Regions from separate parts of the Sus scrofa genome. Here regions 1 and 2 are each linked to region 3. Evidence: chromatin contacts called from public Hi-C data. All regions are on one chromosome and are shown on one strand. Each heading gives the region's core, a stretch centred on a gene start, on an enhancer-like site or on the middle of the called end of the contact. The rest is flanking DNA. Distances are from core to core; before and after follow the strand shown. Region 1 has its middle 240 kb from the start of CEP57. Region 2 has its middle 120 kb from the start of CEP57. Region 3 holds the start of SESN3 (sestrin-3).

What was found. A called contact is a pair of places that touch in the nucleus more often than the background predicts.
Region 1: a contact with region 3 is called in a Hi-C map of embryonic fibroblasts, with 1.7 times the contacts expected there. The contact joins the enhancer-like site here to the promoter of SESN3 in region 3. A contact is called at or near these places in 2 of 5 promoter capture datasets (fetal skeletal muscle and liver) and 1 of 47 Hi-C or Micro-C datasets (embryonic fibroblasts).
Region 2: a contact with region 3 is called in a Hi-C map of subcutaneous adipose tissue, with 1.5 times the contacts expected there. The contact joins the enhancer-like site here to the promoter of SESN3 in region 3. A contact is called at or near these places in 2 of 5 promoter capture datasets (fetal skeletal muscle and liver), 2 of 47 Hi-C or Micro-C datasets (embryonic fibroblasts and subcutaneous adipose tissue) and 1 of 2 datasets of contacts at active chromatin or transcription factors (skeletal muscle).

Annotation. Positions count from the first base shown.
Region 1 is chr9:27,573,641-27,577,458 of Sscrofa11.1, forward strand. No RefSeq gene overlaps it. Among named protein-coding and RNA genes, the nearest start is that of CEP57, 240 kb to the right of the region's middle. Within about 2 kb of position 1,946, at least 5 of the 83 cell types and tissues checked have an H3K27ac peak or open chromatin away from gene starts, as enhancers often do. A contact at or near this core is called in embryonic fibroblasts, where this site is marked.
Region 2 is chr9:27,691,099-27,695,231 of Sscrofa11.1, forward strand. No RefSeq gene overlaps it. Among named protein-coding and RNA genes, the nearest start is that of CEP57, 120 kb to the right of the region's middle. Within about 2 kb of position 1,808, at least 4 of the 83 cell types and tissues checked have an H3K27ac peak or open chromatin away from gene starts, as enhancers often do. A contact at or near this core is called in subcutaneous adipose tissue, where this site is marked.
Region 3 is chr9:27,276,917-27,281,164 of Sscrofa11.1, forward strand. SESN3 (sestrin-3) reads right to left here and starts at 2,289. Exons shown (of 10, transcript XM_003129758.5): 1 at 1,861-2,289. The coding sequence starts at 1,938.

The DNA of each region.
Region 1 (3,818 bases), core at 696-3,195, 300 kb after region 3:
ATGGGGGAATGAAAGGAAAGTTCTGGAAATTGAACCACTGATTAAATTTCATTGCACAATTCTGAGAAGTGAACATGCCCTGAGAAAAGGAATTAAAGAGAAAGGGTAGATAAAATACTCAAGAGATGTGTCAAGAGATGTGTCATCAGGACAGAGTTGGCCAATTTTTACCACTTGGCTTTATTCTTTCCAGTGGTCTTTCCAATCTGACTTTCAGAAATCCACTCACCATGCACAGCTTCAAACTTTCCAATGAATGATCAGTGAATCTCTTCTCCAGATCAGGCAAATGAGTACTTATTGAGCATTTAAAATAAGCCCCTACCCACCAGTCCACAACACTCCCCACCACATGTTATCTGCTACCCTTATTATTCCTTTTCAAAACCCACATCATTACCTTAAATACGAAATTGTTATATTTCACTTTGTTATATTATTTGCTTATTTATCATCTGTCTGTCTGTCAAGATAGTAAATTCCAAGAGGGATAACTTTATCAATCTTGTTCGTCCCTGCATTACTAGCACCTAAATAGTCCCTGAAATTGTAGGTACACAATATGTATTTGTTATATGATTAAATCAATTATGTTATAGACTTCTGTAAGAAGTACTGAAAAAGTTCATGTATAACATGATTTAGTGTTTACTATTTCCCAGGCCTGTTCCAAGCATGTCCTATTCAATCATTCATTCATTCCTTTAATATTCATTATATTTATATAAGGTAGATACTCTTATCCTCATTTCATAGATAAAGAAAGTGAGGCCCAGAAGGTTATGTAACTAGCTCAATGCCATGCCCAGGAAGTGGTGGAGCCACAACGGAGCCCAGGTTGTCTGGCTCCAGGGTTCCCTTAAACACCACACTAAAATAAGACAAGACATTGGCACTTTATTTGGGGAGGTCTGCCCGCATGAAAAGTAATGAAGTTCATAGTAAATAACAAATGAAGGATCATCAAGTTTTCTAAGGGTTGAGAGGAGAGAAGGCTCAGGGGACTCAGGTGGTCAAGGAAGGTCTCACAAAGAATCTGATATTTGGACTGGGTTTTGAATAATGGTTTGTCTAGTGATGGAGATCTCCCATCACTGAAGTCCCAGTGATTACAGTTTAAAAAAAAAAAAAGTTCCTGTTGTAGTTCAGCAGGTTAAGAACCTGACTAGTATCCATGAGGATGCGGGTTCAATCCCTGGCCTCACTCAGTGGCTTAAGGATCTGGCATTGCTGCAAGCTGCTGTGGCTGTGGGGTAGGCTGGCAGCTGCAGCTTCGATTCGACCCTAGCCTGGAAACTTCCATGTGCCACAGGTGTGGACCTAAAAAGAAAAAAAAATCTTGTTCCATTAAAGATGTAAAGGACAATGATCACATGACACACAGACATCGCTTTGTAGGTTTTGTTTGCCTTGGTTTCAAAACACTTGATAATACTTACAAGGATTCGGGGAAAAGAGGAAACAAACACTAAGGGCCTGAAGATGTCAGTGTCCTGAGATGATCTGGAGGAGGCAGCCCTGCTTTGGGGACATTCAGGTGTGATCACTGAATCTAAGTGGTCCAGGAGTCAGGAATTCTGCCTGTGGGAAGCGAGACAATTAAGATACACTGACCCTCCCCTCCCCTATTCTGTCTTCCATCACTGCACTGAAAACTGACCTATTCTTACCCGAAAGTTTAGAAAGCCAGAGCTTTGTTAAGAATGACTCATCAGTACTGATTGGTGATTTCCCAAGTGAAGTCAAAATATCAATACATGATTCAACACCAATTGCTGTGGTGATTATCAGGATGCAAAAATTGGCATTGCTACCGATGAGAAGTGAAGTGGCTCATTCTCTTTGGGGTTATGAACTATGGAGTCTTCAGCACTGTAGGGTGTCAGTGAGGTGGAGAATGAGTTAGAAAACAACATGCAAAACATAGCTCCCATTTTTTTACTTTCCCATCTAAGACTAAACCACAAGATTCCATTAGTGGTGCTTTCAATTCCTTCTATTCATCAGGGTAGCAGGATTCATGATTCAATGAACTAAGAATTAGAATCCTTTCTCTTGAAAATTGGTTTTTGAAAGTGCCTGGTGGGTATGACTAAGAGGTTTTGTGCATTGGGGTTTCAGTCGATGTTTGTGTTTTTTCTTATTATGACTTAAAGGAAAAAACCAAAATCTAAAATTAGCACTTGTTTTTTTCAACTTGGAACTTTATAAACACACCAGCAATGGTGTGTGTGTGTGTGTTTTGCAATAAGCAATATTACTATTTTTTGACATTTTAATTGCTGTTCCTTGACATATTTAGTGAGGTTTTAAAGGTTTCTTTAGAGAGAGGGGGAAAAAATGAAAGAAAAAAATGGCTGGCTTCCAAATCACCATATGTTTCCAATTGCAAATTCAAAAGCAGAAGACAGGTCTGAACTCAAGCTGTACAGACTTTTGTGGGAGTTACAGAGCTGGGGAGATAGATCCTCTTTTTAAATTTACTTTTTAGAATTTCAGTGTTATCCAATAACAAATGATTGAGAGGGAGATAAAGCATTCAGCAAATATTCATTGAGAATCATCTGTGTTTTAAGACGTTGGGTAGGGGAGGATACAAAGAGGTTTAGATGGGGACACAAGTTTACAGCAAAAGCAAAAATCCAATACAAGATTATAGTGTATTCAATCAGAAATTCTCCAGAAGATCAAAGAGTAAGGAGCTGACCTGCAAAAGAAGGATGCATAGGAGAGGTAAGACTCAAGGTTGGTCTTGAAGATGGACCATAGGATATTCTAGGTGAAAGGAACTATAGAACTAAAGCCACAACAATGGCGCTATGCAAAGCACATTCAAGTGTGATCACTGAATCTATGTGGCTGCAACCGAGTTCATATGGCGATGGAGAAGGGAGAATAGAGAGAAGATTGGAAAAAGTAAGTGGAAGTTAGATTATGGTGAACTTGAAGGACAGGCTTGATACATTGCCATTATCATTGTTGTTGAAATTTCATTGAATGCAAACAATTCTTTGAGTTAGGTATTAATTATTAGTCCCTTTTTATAGGTGAAGAAACTGAAGCTCATAGAGGCTAAGTAACTGTCCAAATTCAGGTAGCGAACATTTGCTGAAAACAGACTTGAACTGAGGTCTGTATGATTCCAAATTCTCTTTACCTCTTTAGCTACAATGACTGGGCAGACTTGAGTGATAACAAGCATTGGCCAGTGGGTGGGATATTCTAGCAGGAACAGTGATATATTATGGCAAGACAAAGAAATTAGAATGTGTAAATTAAACGGCAACTGCTTAGACCAAGGTGGCCACATGGCATGGTGGAAACTAACAGGACTCCTTGAGCTGTTGAGTCTTCAAGAGAGACCTCGTCATTAAAGGCTATACCACCTAGCCTCAGAGTTAGACAGTTCTCTTTCAATATGAAAGAGGCACATTCATTTATTAAGAAGCCCACGTAGGGTGGGGAGCCAGAGTAGCTAAGGGTCTTTGGATCCATGGCAGTCCAACATTTCCTATTTGAGCAACTGGCCCCCTTGGAACATTTGAAAATTGCCAAGACTCCGGTCCTTGAGTCAAATCCAGTTAATAAATGCCCCAAGACTCTGTGAGTCGCTGAAGTGACAGGGGCTAGGGCCTCAGAAGCCCCTTTGTTTGCAAGCAATATATATCTCATTGTCAAAAGGGCTTATTGTTCCATGTTACTATACAAAAGCAAAAAAACACAAGGGGCTGAGTTGACTTCAAGTGTAATGTAGCTAGATCCAGGTGCTCAGAAAATGTATGTTGTCTTTCACCATCCCTTAGTTCTGTTATCCCCAG
Region 2 (4,133 bases), core at 558-3,057, 410 kb after region 3:
GAAAAAGCCAAGAGAAAAATCAAGGAAATTCTGAAAGCATTTGAATTCTAGCTCAAGACACCTCAAAGTGAGCTTGGCAATGGCCGCCACACAATTTGGTTATGAGAACTGTTATATTCCAATTTTCTGCTGAAGACCATTCACTTACTATTGGAGTTATTGTCACTTGCAAATAAAAGTATTTATTAACACAGGGATTCTTGTATTGTAAATGTGAAAAGAAAGAGGAGAACGGGCTAGTAAGTTCTATCAGTGATAAATAACCAGATCAGATTCTAAAGTTAACATTTTCACACCTACTTCTGTAACAAAGACAAATGACAAAAAGGCAGCTCTTCTGTGGCTAAAAGATATGTGGGCCAAAGATGGGCTAGATATCTTCATTTCGGTACTATGTTTGCAATTACTCTTACATTTCTCTAATTACCATGATCAAGATGGAGTTTTTCCAAAGAAATGTTACAGTGACAAATGTATATCCCCTTAACGTTCAATTCCTACCTTACTTGTATTTTAAAAAATCTCTATTAAGGAGTTCCCCTTGTGGCGCAGCAGAAACGAATCCGACTAGGAACCATGAGGTTTTGGGTTTGATCCCTGGCCCGCTCAGTGGGTTAAGGATCTGGCATGGCCATGAGTTGTGGTGTAGGCCACAGACACAGCTCGGATCTAGTGTTGCTGTGGCTGTGGCATAGGCCGACGGCTATAGCTCCATTAGATCCCTGGCCTGGGAGCCTCCATGTGCCGCAGGTGCAGCCCTAAAAAAAAAAAAGGTAAAAAAGACAAAATAAATAATAAAAAATCTATATTAAACATCCAGAGTAAAAGGTTTCCTTGCCATCTCCCAAAAATGCACTCTCTCCTCTTACCATATCCCTTAGCTTTATTCTTTAATAACTATACCATTGACAGTATGAGAAAAAGAATATGTATATGTGTATATATACATGTATACACACACACACACACACACACACACACACACACACATGACTGGGTCACTATGCTGTACAGCAGAAATTGGCACAACACTGTAAATCAACATTTTAATTTTTGAAAAAGACAAAGCCAATTAATAAGGGTTTAGTCAGTAAAATAATAATAATAATTAGATCATTGGTCTCAAACCACACAAGGCATAAGATAAAATCAGAAAAACAATTCTTAGGCATTTCCATGGAAAGGAACAAAGGGAAGAAATGGCGTTATTACCTTCCCCTCTTTTGTGTTTTTGTACAAGTCATTCAGCTGTGCTCAAATCCCTTTTACCTGGGCAGCCTTCCTATTGGATGAGGTCATTTAAACTCACAGCTCTTACACCACTGAATATTGGTGCTGGTTCTCATAGAACAATCTCTCGTTAGACAGTGAGGTGATGGCAGCCAAAGTTACTTGCTCCAGATTATATAACTATTATCAGCAAGCTAGGACTAGAATCCAGGCCTCCTAATTCCTCTGTGTTTGATTTTACTGCACATCTCTACCTCCACCCTGTGTCAGGAAGAAGTAAGAAGGTCAGGAAACTTCTTCTCGGCGGAGTTCTGGTAAAAAGTGAGGAGAATTCTAAACTGGAAATATTTTTCATGTCATTATTCTTCAAGAGTTTCTGGCAAGGGGCAAGAGGTGACAGGATTTTTTGCAGTTTCATGCGTTTTCCACTGATACTTTCTGTTGGCAGAACCCTACAGCTAAACACCATGGGCCAGGCCATAAAGAAGCCTTAGGAAACATGCTTTGCCTCCTTCTCTTTTCTGCACTGCAGAAGGCAAGACCTTGCCAAGAGGACGTGGCCTGTGCAATTGCTGCCAGAGAGGCACATGTGGCCTCAGCGTCCCACATGAGTAAAGCACAGACAAAGCCCAGGACTCAGATAAGTGTTTGAATCTCAGCGGTGAGTGTTGGGCATTCTACCTGGGACAAGTCATCAGACTCCATGGGGTTCAATTTTCCCACCTGTGAAAGAGAATAATAACACAGATCAAACTTTCTGAAAATAAGATGCGATACTCTAAATATTTATCCTGCACGGTGCATAGAACACAGTAGATGCTCAGTAAGCGGTCATTTATTTCACTTTCACTTCCCTTTGTTTCAGCCCCTGCCTTCTTGGCCAGCCTGAGGGACGAGCATACCTGAGCCCTGAGTATGTGATATGAAGGACTCACAAGGCAGAGCCTGGGAGGGGCACCGCCCCCTACTCTAAAGGCCTGCATTGTTTGAACCGCAAGACAGCACCCCCTCCCCAGCATGGTCTGCATCCTGAGAGAGCTGCTTCCTGTTCTTCCGTTGCCATGGGGACCCATCACCTAAAATGACTAAGCCCACCTTTTCTCTGCCCAGGCTCGCTCAGCTCAGAGTCCCATTGGACTTGTGAACAGTCTTTCATTCCACTGGTGCTAGAAAGAAATTGCTTTTGTCAGATAAATGAAAATCTGCTAACACCGGGATTGGTAGCATTCCCTTAACTGCATTGCACAGTGTAGTATTTAACTCTAGATGTTATATTCTTCTGCATCTCAATGTCAGGATTTTTGTCACTGCCTCAAATCAGATCAATAACTTCTCAGAAAAAGACATGCCTTACATTTCCGTATTCTCATATTGTGTTTAGTACAGCGCATTCAAAAATCAATTTTTGAAGTTCCCTTGTAGTGCAGCGGGTTGAGGATCTGGTGTTGTCACTGCAGCAGCTGCTCAGGTCACTGCTGTGGCGTAGGTTCGATCCCTGGCCTAGGAACTTCCACATGCCACAGGCGCAACTAAAAAAAAAAAAAAAAAAAAAAAAAAGTTTTTTATTTCATTGAGAGCCAATTTGGATAGTGATCAAATTTAGCTCAAATTGAAATAATTCATCATATAGTGGCAAAGATCAGAAGATGAAGGTACAAAGGTGGGCTTGGCCTAAATAGTTGGGATTGGATGGCCTTTTAACTTGTGATGCTGATAATGTTAAGGAGTTAAATGAGAAGAAACAGGAGCCTATCTTCATTCCTGGAAACCCGTATCTTTCCTCCAGGGAACTCTGTAGTGCTTCCCCTCTACAGCCCTGATTTGGCATAAGCCGTCTGGTTGGACTAGTTATCACTTTATGCATCAGCCATAAGCTGTTAGAGATCAAGAACCATATCCTTTTGACTTTATACCCTGCATGTCTAGGACAGTGCTGGCTACATTGTAAGTGCACAGTCAATGTGGTAGTTGGTGGTCATTGGCATATTGTATCCTCGAAGTGAAGTTGTGGTGACATTGAGATGCCCACCAGAACTTGGAAATGAGGCTTCTCTCTGAAGGTTAAGCCAGTAAGTCAGGTTTTAATGGTGATAGTCTGCTATCTCCAGAAAATTCTTTATAATATATTATGTTCTGCAAGCAAAAGATCAGGGACAGGAAAACAAATGCTTGCATTCATGGGAAAAAAAGAAAAAAGACAAACCTTTTTCCTCCTCTCCAACCTAATCAAGGCTATGATTTTAATTTATTTTTAGAAGGAAATGTATAGACCCAAAGAAGATGGTGCAGGTGGAGCCTAGAAAGAGGAGGGCCAGAGAACAGGAATTTGTCGATGTTAGGATAACATTGCTCTGAGTGGAGGAACTGAATAGTCACTAGAATGTTCTTTGATATATCCAGTTCAAGGAGCTGCCCCAATATCTGGACTATGATATTTCCATTTTTCTCACTGAGCTGTCAGCTCCATGCAGGAAGAGGCTGTTTAGTTTATCATGGTATCCTTGGCACTTGTCATGCTGCCTAGCATGTGACAAATACTCAGATATTTATTGAATTAATGAATATTTCTTATTTAAGTATTAAAACTTCACCCTTCTATAGGGTAATGAGAAATTAAAATTAAATTTTACATGTGACTAAAATCAACTCCAAGTTATTAGAAATTGAATATGTTTCTTCAATATCATACACCTTGCCCCCTTCTCCTGGAAAGCCTTTTTCCTCCTCTCCAAATGCCGCTGCAGGTCCCTTGGTTTGAAAGCCACCGGTCTGATGATCTATCTGTTAAGGATCATTACAGTATTTTGACATTTCTAAGAGGTGACATATGTGTTTCCACATTTTGATGTTTATAACATTTAGAAGCACCTGCAAGTGAGCACATTTAATGTGGTAGTGGTTTT
Region 3 (4,248 bases), core at 1,039-3,538:
TCTCTCAAAAGAAAAATAGATTTTGAAGCCTTAATACAACCTCCCAACATTCTATTAATCTAACAAATTGCCAGAGCCACTAAAAAAAAAAAAAAAAAAAAAAAAAAAAAAGTCCAAGTCAATACGACTCTTCTTTTCCCTTTTCAGGTAAAAAAAAAAAAAAAAAAAAAAAGTAGCTGTTTTTTAAAACTGGGCTTGAGTTTAATCAAACTTGTCTCAACACTTTTTTTTCATGTTAAAGACATAATTTATCCCTCTGGAAGTTAGAAAATCATCATCACCATCATTTTTTTAAAAGCTCACTTCAGATGGCATCTGGCCCTGAACTGAAAGAGTTAACATTGGACTGGGCTGCTCTGCACTTCTGATCCATTACATTTCTCACAAGCTGCCCTACAATGAGCTGAGCAAGTATCAACTGTAATTTGATCCCAGAGTTTATGGAAAAAAATAACTGCACATACTCAACATGCACATTTAATAAAAATCGGTTTCAAGAAAAACATATCCGATAAACACAATTTAAGGCATATTTAACTGTTTGATTAACTTCAAATCTGCAATCTCTTTGCTTTCTTCATGCTCTCAAATAAAATTGGGGAGGCGGGGGGGAAGCAGCAGCCCTACTGCAGGGAAAAGAGGCTTGAAAAACAACTTTGATTGGCACTTGGCCTGACCCACAGAGGAAGAAAAACAGTTTTTGGACAAAGAGAGCAAATATTTGAGCTTGCTTACTTACATGCTTTCTTTCTTTCTTTTTTTAATATATAAAGAACAATCCCAATTGAACTGTATTTAGAGAAACTGACTAAAAACGGTGCGGTATTCATTCTCGGTCTTTCAGTCTCGATGCATTTGCACAGCTCAGCAATTTTAATTCATTTGTACTGGACAAACAGAAGCACCTCAACTAGTGTTTCCACTTAATGAAATGTAAAATCTGAGTCTGGAGAAGAATAAACTGATTGTAATATTACCCAGTGACGGCTGTTAAATTCTGATTAAAAGCTTTTCTCGTCTAAAGCGACATCTTTTCACACACACCCCCCCCTTAACGGAGCGATTAAGCCAAGGAAGCTAAACAATACTGAAGTAAACTTTCTATCAGCCGCTCTGGGAAGAAATAAGCTGATTGTGCGTCTGATTTTTCTGGAGCAACACCAGGGGGCTGGAGGTGGGGGGTGTAAATGCTAAAAAGGGTTAACTCATGTCCAACCAGTCCTCCTCCCCCAACCCCAGCTTGAGGAACTGTAAGGGCGAATAGCATTTCCCGTGGGTATAAAAGTTCAAGCTGCTTTACCAGCTCCTTTCAGGATCGAACTGTAGCCACTAGACGACCGTCAAAAGAACGTAAAAAGAGGGTGTTAGGGGAGAGCGCGCAAGGAAGGCAGAAGCAACCGAATAAACAAGCAAACAAACAAAAAAAAAACAAACCCGCAAGAGTTAGGCATAGCTAGGAGGGAGTCAGGTTCCTCGGGACCAGACCAGGCAGTTCTTATTTCACACCGATCTCCATCAAAAGTACCCAGAGGAGGATCGAACAGGTCCGTCCCTCCCTCCGCCCGAAGAACAGGCCGGGGGTTGCAGGGTAGGGAGGTGAACGGAGGAAAAAAGCACAGGCACCCCCACCCCCCAATCCCAACCCCAGGGGACTAGTGTCTATCCCGACGAAGATCAAAAGCAGCAGCAGGCTAAACCCTCCACTCCCAACCCATGCTCCCTTTTGGGGTCGCGGAGTAGGGAAGGTGCCCCGGGATCCCTTTGAGCCTCGCTCCAAGAGTGCGCCCCGGGGCCGTGCAGCCCAAGCCGCGGCCGGCAGGAAGCGCCCCTCTCCGGCCGGACCCCAGGCCGAGCCCGTACCTTCCGCAGCACTTTCCGGCAGTTGGTACAGAGCAGGTAGTTGGCGGCGGCCGACGGGCTGCTGCTGCCCCGGTTCATCTTGGCTGCAAGCACCGAGGGCGGACGGCGGGCCGGGGCTGGGCTGTCACTGCGGCCGCCCGCGCCGTTCCAGGGCCGGACAGTTCCCTTGCCACCGGCCGCGTTTCAACCTCAGCCTCCTCCGGGCGGGATGTCGGGATGGGAGGCGACGGCCCGAGAGCGAGTGGCTGTCCGAAGCGATCACAGTGGCGGATGCCTAAGCGACGGCGGAGACGGCGGCGGCTGCTCCTCACCGGCCCGTTGTTCCACCCGCCCTCATCCTCCAGACCCCCGCCCCCGCCAGGCTAGGACGAGCAGCCGCCACCGTTGCCGCTGCCGCCGCCGCCGCCACCGCCGCCGCAGCGCTTCAGTGCGGCCCCGCCCCCGCCTCACCACCACCTTCACCACCTCCACGCTCCGGTACCGCCCCCTCCCGCCAATCGGACAGCTCCGGCCACGCCCCCCGGGCGCCAGCCCCCAGCCAATAAGAAACTAGAGCACGGCTGGGAGCTGCTCCGGCCAATCACGTAGGGCGAGGACGCCTCGAATCTCCGGGCAAGTTAAGTTTGTCTCCGAGGCTCTGAACTGAAGGGAGATGGCGGGTTAGTTAGGTAGTGGGGTGGGAGGGAATACAGTTTGTGAGGCTTCTCCAATAGGAGGAAGAGGGTGTGCCATATGCAAATAATCACTGGAAGACCAGCCCCTTTCCTAAGGCAAACCACAGCCCCTGCAGAAATGGTGAGGGAATGAGATGAAGAGCTGGGAGCTAAAGCTCGCTAGTGGTTCTAAGATAGAGCTAAATATTTCCTGATTTCTTGAGAAAGAGGCTGGGGGTGGGGGGAGCTAAAACGTTCATACCGTCAGGGCTGTGGTTAGGCTTTCTCTCGGCCAAAATCTTAGCTTAGCTGTAAGGAAGACTGCAGTCACGTAGCACTTTGCATCCAAGGATCTCAAAGAACTTTATGCATCATTTATCGTGATCCTTGTTTTGCAAAAGACCAGTTACCTGAGGCTTCGGCAGCGGGTGGGGGATAAATGTTTAAGTATATTTACGCCATTAATCGAGTTAGAGGAGGGGAAAGACACAAAACCAGTGAATTAACGGTTTCCTTCTACATCTAAAGACCTTTCCCGCAGTCTCGCAGCAACAGAATTCCTGTATTTGTCCAGCACGAAAAGGCCAAAGAGACAGGTTTGTCTTCACCTGATAGATAGTCCTTCAGGGGCAGCTGGTTAGACAAACGCAGAGCACAGAACCCTGCCTGGGAACGAAGGTTCAGAGAACAAATTGCCATTTAAAACTGTTGGGCTGGACCGGCCTCTCCCAAAGCTAAAAATGGATTCAGGATTTTGGCGTTCACGCTCAAGGGAGAGAAGGCAGATGCAATTGGGGAAAGCTCAGGCTGGCAGGGTGTGGGGGACAGGCGAGTAGGGAGCTAGGTCTCCCGAGGGGGTAGCGACTCGCATGCCGATCGAAAGCGGGTTCCCTAAGCCAGACACCCCGAAACCTGCTCCCCAGTGAGAACAAAGGCAGGCGCCGAGAGAGAACCTGATTGGTGCCCGGTCCTCACCGGTGTCCTCCCGTCCCCGGAGATAACTTGCTTTGCGCACTGGCGCGGAGCTCCGTGCTCACTGGAGCCCCAGCTCCCCACCCGGCCTTGGCTGGGACCACAGAGGACTGTGCGTTCTGACATCACCTGTTTTCGTTCTTTAGAACTCGATCAGTATTCTCGGCTTCTCCTTTTTTAAAGGTCTCCAGTGTGCGAGGATTTGTGAAGGCCTGCAGTTGGCAGAAGGAATCTGTGAAGATGATTTAAAAGAATGGCTTCTTTTCTTCCTCTCCTTTTCAATTTAAAAAAACGACCCCGGTTTTCTTAGGGATTCAGTGTGGTGTTGTGATGCAAAATCAGAAAGGTACACTTGGAGGAGCTAGCAAGTTTAGCATATCAAAGCTATTAGAGCAAATTGTGTGGTTAAAACTGCCAATCTCCTCATTTTTTCGACAGCTGCCTCCTCTCTGTTCCTTTTAGAGACCAACAGGCATAAACCTAGTCTACACAAGGAACAAAGGAAATGGAAATCTGCCAGTGTCAGGTTTAAACAGATTAAAATAGCCTGGAAAACCCCCAAAGGGTCTAAGTTATGTGGTTGGGTAAATGTGTTGATGCATTTAACTAGTGATAGCTAAAGTTCTCTTGGTGCTGGGTGGCTTTATAGAGCCCAGAATAGCAATGGTGTGGGGAAGGTGCATAATATTCAGTTCGAAGAAACTAAACGCAAGAACATTCAGCAGAGGGAGAAATGACTACCTACCCTTCAAGGCAGAGAACC